Linked DNA regions of Sus scrofa: regions 1 and 2 are each linked to region 3. The links are chromatin contacts, called in public Hi-C and HiChIP or PLAC-seq maps. All regions are on one chromosome and are shown on one strand. The core of a region is the stretch at or near the end of the contact, and the rest is flanking DNA. Distances in the headings are between cores, read along the strand shown.

The links. Hi-C and Micro-C count contacts between places; a contact is called where the count stands out from the background. HiChIP or PLAC-seq counts read pairs in DNA pulled down with a chosen protein or histone mark.
Region 1: an H3K27ac HiChIP or PLAC-seq map of alveolar macrophages shows a contact between it and region 3, with 2.8 times the contacts expected there. The contact joins the promoter of LOC110257335 here to the promoter of MTMR12 in region 3. A contact is called at or near these places in 2 of 5 promoter capture datasets (fetal liver and liver), 5 of 47 Hi-C or Micro-C datasets (alveolar macrophages, embryonic fibroblasts, fetal heart ventricle and 2 more) and 2 of 2 datasets of contacts at active chromatin or transcription factors (alveolar macrophages and skeletal muscle).
Region 2: a Hi-C map of omental adipose tissue shows a contact between it and region 3, with 2.2 times the contacts expected there. The contact joins the enhancer-like site here to the promoter of MTMR12 in region 3. A contact is called at or near these places in 1 of 5 promoter capture datasets (liver), 24 of 47 Hi-C or Micro-C datasets (adipose tissue, alveolar macrophages, brain and 13 more) and 2 of 2 datasets of contacts at active chromatin or transcription factors (alveolar macrophages and skeletal muscle).

Annotation. Positions count from the first base shown.
Region 1 is chr16:18,415,136-18,417,835 of Sscrofa11.1, reverse strand. LOC110257335 (Golgi phosphoprotein 3) reads left to right here and starts at 1,340. Exons shown (of 4, transcript XM_021077099.1): 1 at 1,340-2,131. The coding sequence starts at 1,907.
Region 2 is chr16:18,470,501-18,473,200 of Sscrofa11.1, reverse strand. It overlaps MTMR12 (myotubularin-related protein 12), which reads left to right. Exons shown (of 17, transcript XM_021077144.1): 13 at 282-352. Among named protein-coding and RNA genes, the nearest start is that of MTMR12, 66 kb to the left of the region's middle. Within about 2 kb of position 1,255, at least 6 of the 83 cell types and tissues checked have an H3K27ac peak or open chromatin away from gene starts, as enhancers often do. A contact at or near this core is called in omental adipose tissue, where this site is marked.
Region 3 is chr16:18,536,527-18,539,226 of Sscrofa11.1, reverse strand. It overlaps MTMR12 (myotubularin-related protein 12), which reads left to right and starts at 1,334. Exons shown (of 17, transcript XM_021077144.1): 1 at 1,334-1,550. The coding sequence starts at 1,383.

The DNA.
Region 1 (2,700 bases), core at 91-2,590, 120 kb after region 3:
CGCGGGAGCGGCCCAAGAAATAGCAACAACAACAACAATAAAAAAAGACAAAAAAGACAAAAAGACAAAAAAAAAAAAAAAAAAGAGTTGAACAGGATTGTGAATGAGAGAAATTGGTTGAAGTGAAACTGACCTTTGCTCTAAATGATAGGAGAAAGGGATAGTTGACTTTGTGGTCACCCTCCTCCTCACTCCAGAAGATTTAGTTTCTCATTTTCCAAGGCATGGGGTGGCAGTGATGGTGAATAGCCACAAGATTTGTGGGTAATGGGTCTGTGGAAGGGGGAGAACTTTTTTTTTTTTTTGGTCTTTCTGCCTTTTCTAGGGCCGCTCCCGCAGCACATGGAGGTTCCCAGGCTAGGGGTCTAATCGGAGATGTAGCCTAGGCCAGAGCCATAGCAACGCCAGATCCCCAACCCACTGAGCAAGGCCAGGGATTGAACCCACAACCTCATGGTTCCTAGTCGGATTCGTTAACCACTGCGCCACGACGGGAACTCCCGGGAAGAACTTTGTGTTCAGAACGTTCTATGGGACGATTTTACTGTGGGCGTTTATCACTTACTACAGCCCTGTTAGGACAACGCATTCCTCATTTCCAAATCTTTCTGTAGCCACAGCCTGTGGTCACTATTGATTTTAAATAATATCGGATGGCATACAATGCCATTTCTGGATAATGTTTTGCTTAGAAGTTCTACTTTTCTGGATCTCCATCCTCCCCCCGCCACCCCTCAGGTTTGACGCTATTCTTTAACATAAATTGCACAAACTAACATGCATGCCAAGAGGATTTAACCCACTGATTAAATTGAAGGAGATTTAATGTGTACAAAGACGTGGCATGAAACCCAACGGGTTTATTGTTTCTATAAAAGGTTCGTTAAAGTTGACTGACTGACGTGTGCAGTACTAACTGTACTTACTGCTCCCTGGTCCCGGAGGGAGGAAGAGTTTTACAAAGAAAACTATTCAGTTCTTTCTAACCTCTCTTTCCATACCGTCACACACCCAGAAAACACTAAAGTCCACTTTCAAGCCATTTAAAAGCAATTGTTCCTCCTGAAGTCTGGGAACGCGGGCAGAGGACGCACCCTGCCCTCACCCCATCAGCGCTGAGCAAAGTCCTCCGAGTGTCTCCTGGGGACCCCGGATTCCAAGACGGGTCCCTTCAGCCCTATCCGAGGGCGACTCCGAGGTCGGTGGTGTCCGAGGTGCTAAGAGCACAGCTCGAGGCTAAACAGGGTTCACGCTCGCTAGGCCACGGGGGTGGCCCCTATTCGCGGGGGCCTGGCCAATCTCTGGCTCCAGCCCGGGCTCCTCGACCCGCACAGGGGAAGGCGGGCGGAGGGCGGACACGTCACGGGAGGGGGGCCGCGGGCCGAGCGCGGAACGAACCGCCAAGGAAAGGGCGAGCGCCGGGGAAGACCCGGGGACCGGGGAAGGGGTCGACGTCCACAAGCTCCCACTCCCACCCCTGCCCGGGGCCGCCAGGTCCTCGCCGGCCGCTTCCGGCGCCCTCCGAGCCCCTCCCGCGCCGGCCGTGCCACATCCTCCAGTGACGTCAGCCAGCGCCGCCATATTGGAAAGGCGCCGCCGCTGCCGCCGCCGCTTCCTCCTCCAGCGCTGCTTCTTCCTTCACCGCCTCCGCCACCGAGCTCCGGCTGCCAGGGGGTCTGCGGCAGCAGTAAGAAAGCAACCCCTCGCTCGCCCCGCCGACGCCCAGCCCGCCCGCTTCGCCGCGGCCCGTATCCCCATGACTGCCTCCTGTCCCGCTGCCCGCGGACGTCGCCCCAGCGCCCGGGTTTAACACGGAAGCGCGGGTCGGGGGCTGCGGAGGGAGGAGGAGGGAGACCCGGCCGGTCCCGCGTCTCTCTCGGCCCGGCGTGGCGCCTCAGCCGGAGCCATGACCTCGCTGACCCAGCGCAGTTCCGGGCTGGTGCAGCGGCGCACCGAGGCCTCCCGCAACGCCGCCGACAAGGAGAGGGCGGCGGGCGGCGGCGGCGGCAACGGCGAGGACGACGCGCAGAGCCGCCGCGACGAGCAGGACGACGACGACAAGGGCGACTCCAAGGAAACGCGGCTGACCCTGATGGAGGAGGTGCTCCTGCTGGGCCTCAAGGACCGAGAGGTGCGGCCCCGGCGGGCAGGGCGGGGGCGGCCGGCGCGGGGCTCGGGCGCCAGGCGGGAGCCCGGCCACTGGTTCCGCGCGTCTGCCCTCCGAGCTCCTGAGCTCCGCGCTCGGGAGCGCCCAGCCGGCCCGGTGCTTCCAGATCCTCCCCGCACAGATTGTTTGGATTTCCCTTTCTCCTTTCACAGTCACTCCTTAAATTTTGACTCCCCGACAGTCTCTTTCTTCCTCGCTTTTTTTCCCAGCGTGTCTAACCCGTATAGACCCCAGGGTACAATTCCCACCTGGAGACTGCGGGTTAGAGTGAAACACATGGAACCACCAGCGCCCCGAACTCATGGTTCTGCAGGTTTTAGGACCTGGGAGGGATCCACGAATCTGCCTTCTGGGGGATTTAAAAAACAAACAAAAAACAAACCCAACAGCTTAAGGTGTACCTTTTGGAATTTTGGGAAATTACGGTGAGATGGTAATGGAGGCAAAAGTTGTTTTGCTGATAAAGTTAGAAGTCCAACAAAATTCTCGTGAAGCCTCCTGGAAATTGACCTTCTAGGTAACTTGCTTTGGGT
Region 2 (2,700 bases), core at 6-2,505, 66 kb after region 3:
GTGAATTTGCAGTAAGAATTTCTAGTTTAGGGATCACCTAGGAACATTTTTATGTCAGTTTTGGAATTCTAAAGAATTTAAGTTTCTGATAAGCAGATGAGTGTCTTGCAGTATCTGAATAGTGTAAATGATAATTTGTTTCTTTTCTGAAGGAGTTTTAGCACGAAACAGTGCGATAAGAAAATGAAGATCAAGTCAGACACCTCTCAATAAATTTCTTAGTGTGTATGATATCAAGCTCAAGACCTAATCTCCCCTTTTCTTGTCTCTCTCCTATTTAGACGCTGCCTGAAAAAAGCAATAGAGATTATAGAATGTCTAGAAGCACAAAACATGAACATTCTTCTTCTAGGTAATATATTTACAGCACAAAGAGTGGTCTCCTTTTTTCTTTACTTGGGATTTATTTATATATGGGGCTTTATGTAATTGGAATTCTCTTAAAAAAAAGGGTGAGCTGGTGTAGAAATCCTTCCCATTCTTTTTACCCTGACCTTAGAATCCTTTGCTTTGGATTTCAGTGTTGGAGTTTAAAAATGAATTCTTTCACTTGGAACTTGGCAGACCTATTTGTAGCCCAAGAAGGAATTGTTTGCTATCTTTTCCAAAGCTCACATTTCCTAATGTTTTGAGGTTTTTTGTTTTATATTAACTCAGTTAAAGTTAAAATCTTTGGATGATCTTTTTGTATGAAGAGACCCATGGATGGTTTAATTGTTACTTTTGCATCTTTGTGTCTGACAGTTTTGTATAGTTGCCATAGAGACTTTGTGGTCCCCGATTTCCTTTTCTTTTGTGGGCTTAACTTGCCGTGCATGCAGACAGGACATACACATTCGGCATGTGAAAAAGCAGAGCGTAAACCTTAGGCGATGAGGATTGTTGCTGGAATTGGTTAGATTTGAGCTGAAGTAGTATGTTTGCTGTTTTGAATATTTAAAGTTTCTTCTACCGCATGCTTAAGTAGACTGTCTCATGCTTTCATACCCTTGAGCTTTTAGCATTTTCCTGACACTTTCCATGACTGCTGGGATTTGACTTCTGTGGGCAGACTGGAAAAGTGTGTGCCTGGGGCTTCTTGTACCCTCTGATGCTGGCTCACTGACTTAAATTTGAATACATTCACAGAGCACCTCCCATGTACAGAGCTGTGTGCTTCTGCCTTCTAGAAATTTACCAGCCTATGAAGAGAGCAAGCCTAAGGTTGTTATTGAAGAAGTCCTACCTTACAGTGGCAGAACAGAGTACTGAGTAACTGTGAAAAGGAGGAATAAAGACTGGGGGCTGAGAGATGGAAATACCCAGGGCCCACCTGCACCAGTGCCAGAGTTGCATAAAATGAAATGGGAGGAGTTCCCTTGTGGCTCAGTGGGTTGAGGATCCAGGTGTTGTCACTGTAGCAGCTTGGGTCACTGCTGTGGCCACATTTGATCCCTGGCCCGGGAACTTCCACATGCCCTGGGTGCAGCCAGGAAAGAAAAGACACTACAATAAAACCCAATTAATGGGAATCTCTGGCGGACGAGGCTGAGCTGTCACTTGATCCTTAGTGGATTGCTGGGTTATGTCTCCTCTGAAATCTCGTTCTTCCTGAGACCCACAGATGTACAGTTAACACCCTTCACACAGAAGAAGGAAGATCCTCTGAAAAAAATGAAACTTGTTTCAAAAGGTGATAGCACTAGGAAGACACATAAAAATCTGTTTCTCCTAAAGCCGCGTGTTCCCACAGTTTGACCTTGTTTCCTGGAAGAGAAACAGGAGAACAAGTGTTCACTCTGGGGTCACAATGAAGCTTTAAGAGTGGAAACACTTCCCTGCTTAGAATTCTCTCTGAAGCTTCTCTAACTCCTGCCGGCACTATCGTCCTCATGGACATTTTAAAGTAGCAACTGGAGAAGTTTCCTGTCGTGGCTCAGTGGTGAACAAATCCGACCAGGAACCATGAGGTTGTGGGTTCGATTCCTGGCCTTGCTCCGTGGGTTAAGGATCCAGTGTTGCCGTGAGCTGTGGTGTAGGTTGCAGATGCGGCTCGGATCCTGTGTTCCTATGCTCTGGTGTAGGTCGGTGGCTACAGCTCCAATTAGACCCCTAACCTGGGAACTCCCATATGCCGCAGGAGTGGCCCTAGAAAAGGCAAAAAGACCAAAAAAATAAAATAGCAACTGGAGTTGCACTTATTTTTGTAAAGTAGAAACCACAGGGGTGTAGACATTGATTTTTCAGGACCTTAAAACTCTAAGACAAATGCATGGGTATAGACATGTTTTTATTTACTGTAGGTCATGGCTGGCGAGCCAGGGTGTGAGCAGAATTTTCATCATGTGGGTTTTGTACCGTGCACTCCAGGGGTGGACGTGTGGCTCACACTTGCTGTGGAGAGCCTCCTCTAGGCTAGGCAGGGGGAAGCAGGCCCTTCTCTGCTCTCAGATAGAACGGAAAGAGTCTTGGAGGGAGAATCAGAGGCATCCTAGTGCAGTCAGAAATACAACACTTCCTTGGAGTTCCCATCATGGCACAGTGGAAATGAACGCAGGTTTGATCCCTGGCCTCACTCAGTGGGTTAAGGATCTGGCGGTTGCCGTGAGCCATGGTGTAGGTCACAGACGCTGCTTGGATCTGGTGTGGCTGTGGCTGTGGCGTAGGCCAGCAGCTATAGCCCTGATTTGACCCCTAGCCTGGGAATGTGTCGTGAATGCG
Region 3 (2,700 bases), core at 85-2,584:
CTGCACCACGACGGAAACTCCCATTTCACTTTGAAAAGTAAAAACTTCTGCGAAATATAAAGTAATACTATTAGTCTCCACAAATAACGTCATTCCCAACACCTCCCTAAGGTATATCTTTCAAATGAAGTCTGACTTGGCCTTCCCAAAGAGAATTGACCATTCTTTTATTGGGCTTCTTCCCAATTTGTATAATTATAATGTTCAGAACCTGGGCTTTGGAATCAGACACACCTGGGTTGGAATCCCAGCTCTGTTAGTGACTTATTATGAGATCTGGATAAATTACTTGCATTTGCTCTTCCACCTGAGAACCAGGATAATGTAATTCAGGGGTGGCTCCAGAACTGCAGTATCTGATAGGCTGAAGGATGGCAATCTGGTTGAAATGAGGCCACAGGACTTGTCCTGACCTATGTGTGCAAAAGTAAGCACATTCATTTTCGCTTAGAGTTTATGTTTATTTGGAGTGGCTTTGCTGGTGACCATGGGGCAGTCATGGAGAAGAAGAGGGTAAAGAGCCATTGATGGACTAGAATGCTTAGCAGGGTCTGATAGCGAGAAAATTAACTGCAAATATTTATTATTAGTTTTTTCCACTAGACTGAATTTCTTTAGAGCTGGTCCTGTCTTATTCATCTGTGTCTAAAACTATGCTTAGCGTCAAATGTCTAATGTAAATGAATTTTCTTTACAATCTTCACTAAAAATGAGGGTTTTATCGGAACTGGAGAAGGCAGATGAAAGACACCTCTTAAAGGCTTTGGTCATTCTGTTAGAAACACAGAGAAACAAACACAAAAGTTTAGAAAAATGAGGTCGACAAAGTCTTTTATGATCAAATATTTAAACCTGTTCCTAGATGCCTCTTATCACTTGGTTTGTCTAATTCGCATTCGGTGATATCTGACACCGCGCACTTGGGGAAATTTCATTCCAAAATGGCAAGAGAAGAGAACGACTGCAGTAAATCAAAGCTCACAACTCAGTGACTGCAGAATCTGTGGGCGACTGCGATGTTCTTACTATCCAATCGCCGAGGAGTCCGGAGAGAACGCTCTCTGGATTGGTCAGAGGAAACATCGCTCCAGGTTCATTCAAAGGGGCTTGAAGTGGGGGCTAGGCCCGCAGAGCCTTCTGGCCAATCAGAGGACGCATGACGGCGGGCTTTGCCGAACATAAGGAAAGGGACCTATCTCGGAAGGCGAGTATCCGCCAGTCAGCCCCGCAGGTCGGGAGCGGAGGGGGCGTGGCCTCCGGCAGCGAGTCCCAGACACCCTCGGCCCCCGTGGAGTGGGCGGGGCCCGCGGGCCTGGGCGGGGCGAACGGTGTCAGCGGCTGAGCCGGATGCGGGCGGCGCCGCGGCCGCCGCGGCCCTGGGGATGGGCGGAGCCCCCGCCGCCAGTGCTGGTGGCCGCTGCGAGCGGCCGCCTTTGCTCCCGCGCGTCGCTGCTTCTCAGGGCGGCGGTATGCTGGGGAAAGGGGTAGTCGGCGGTGGCGGCGGCACCAAGGCGCCGAAGCCCTCCTTCGTGTCATACGTGCGCCCAGAGGTGAGGAGGCGCCGCGCGGGCGGGGCGTCGGGCAGGAGCGGCCGGGGCGAGGGGCGCCGGGAGCCCCTTCCCTGCCGCTGGAAGGGCCGCGAGCGCTTCCTGCCGGTGTCCGGGAGGGAAGCCGGGCAGGGTGAGATCCCCAGGGGCGCGCTGGGCCTCCCCGCCGACCCGGGTGGGGATCTCCCGGCGCAGGCAGGCAGGTGCCCGAGTGAGGGCCCGGCTCTCTGGCGACCAGGTGAAGGGGCCCGAGACGGGGAGGTACTGCGGCCCTCAAGCTCCTGGCTACAGTGGAGGGGAGCTGGGGTTTGGAGCACCGCGGGAGGGGAAGGGTTGGAAGGGTCTGGACCCCCGTGGGGACCTGCCCAGAGCCTGCAGTCCGGGTGGGTCTGCCCTGCCCTTGGAATTTCTCAGCGAGCGTGTAGAGCTTGCTTATCTTAGCAGCTTGCTTCTGAGTGCTATTTGATGCCGCTGGTGGGATACCGTGCACTGCCTCCCGCCTCCCATCAGCACTGCAGGGAGAAAATGTGGGTCGGTCCCAGCCTCAGTCAGTCTCTGCCTCTCCTTGTGAATTCTCCGTCGCTTCTTCCCGCTTTCATTTCACCCCTCACCATCACCCTTTCGACGTCCTCCAGGAGTTTACTGTCAGGTTCATTCATTCATTCAGAAAATATTTTTTCAACTCCTATTCAGTGCCAGGCACTGTTCTAAACTGGGGTATACATCAGTGAACAAAACAAAGATCCCTGTTGTTCTGGATCTTATCTGAGGGAGAGAGGAGTAAACGACAGATAAAATACATAAAAGTAAATGATATGGCGTATTAGAAGTTGAAAAGTATCACGGGAAAAGAAAAGACCCCTCTTTCCTCCTTGTACAGTGGCATTTGAGCAAAGACTTGGAGGATGCTTGGGATCTGAGGTGCAGGTGGAGCGAAGAGTCTGGAGTGTTGGAGGGGCATCAAGGAAGCCGGACCTGCAGAATCCGGTGGGGGAAGGGGAGAGTCAAAGAACAGGAGGTTAGAGAGGTTACAACTTGTAGGTCATGCTGAGGGCTTCTTGAGCAATAGCTCCCAATCCGAATACCTAATTAGATGTGTTTTCATTTTGGATTTCTCCAGGTTTTTTCCTGCTCCTCTCTCAGCCCTTTAATT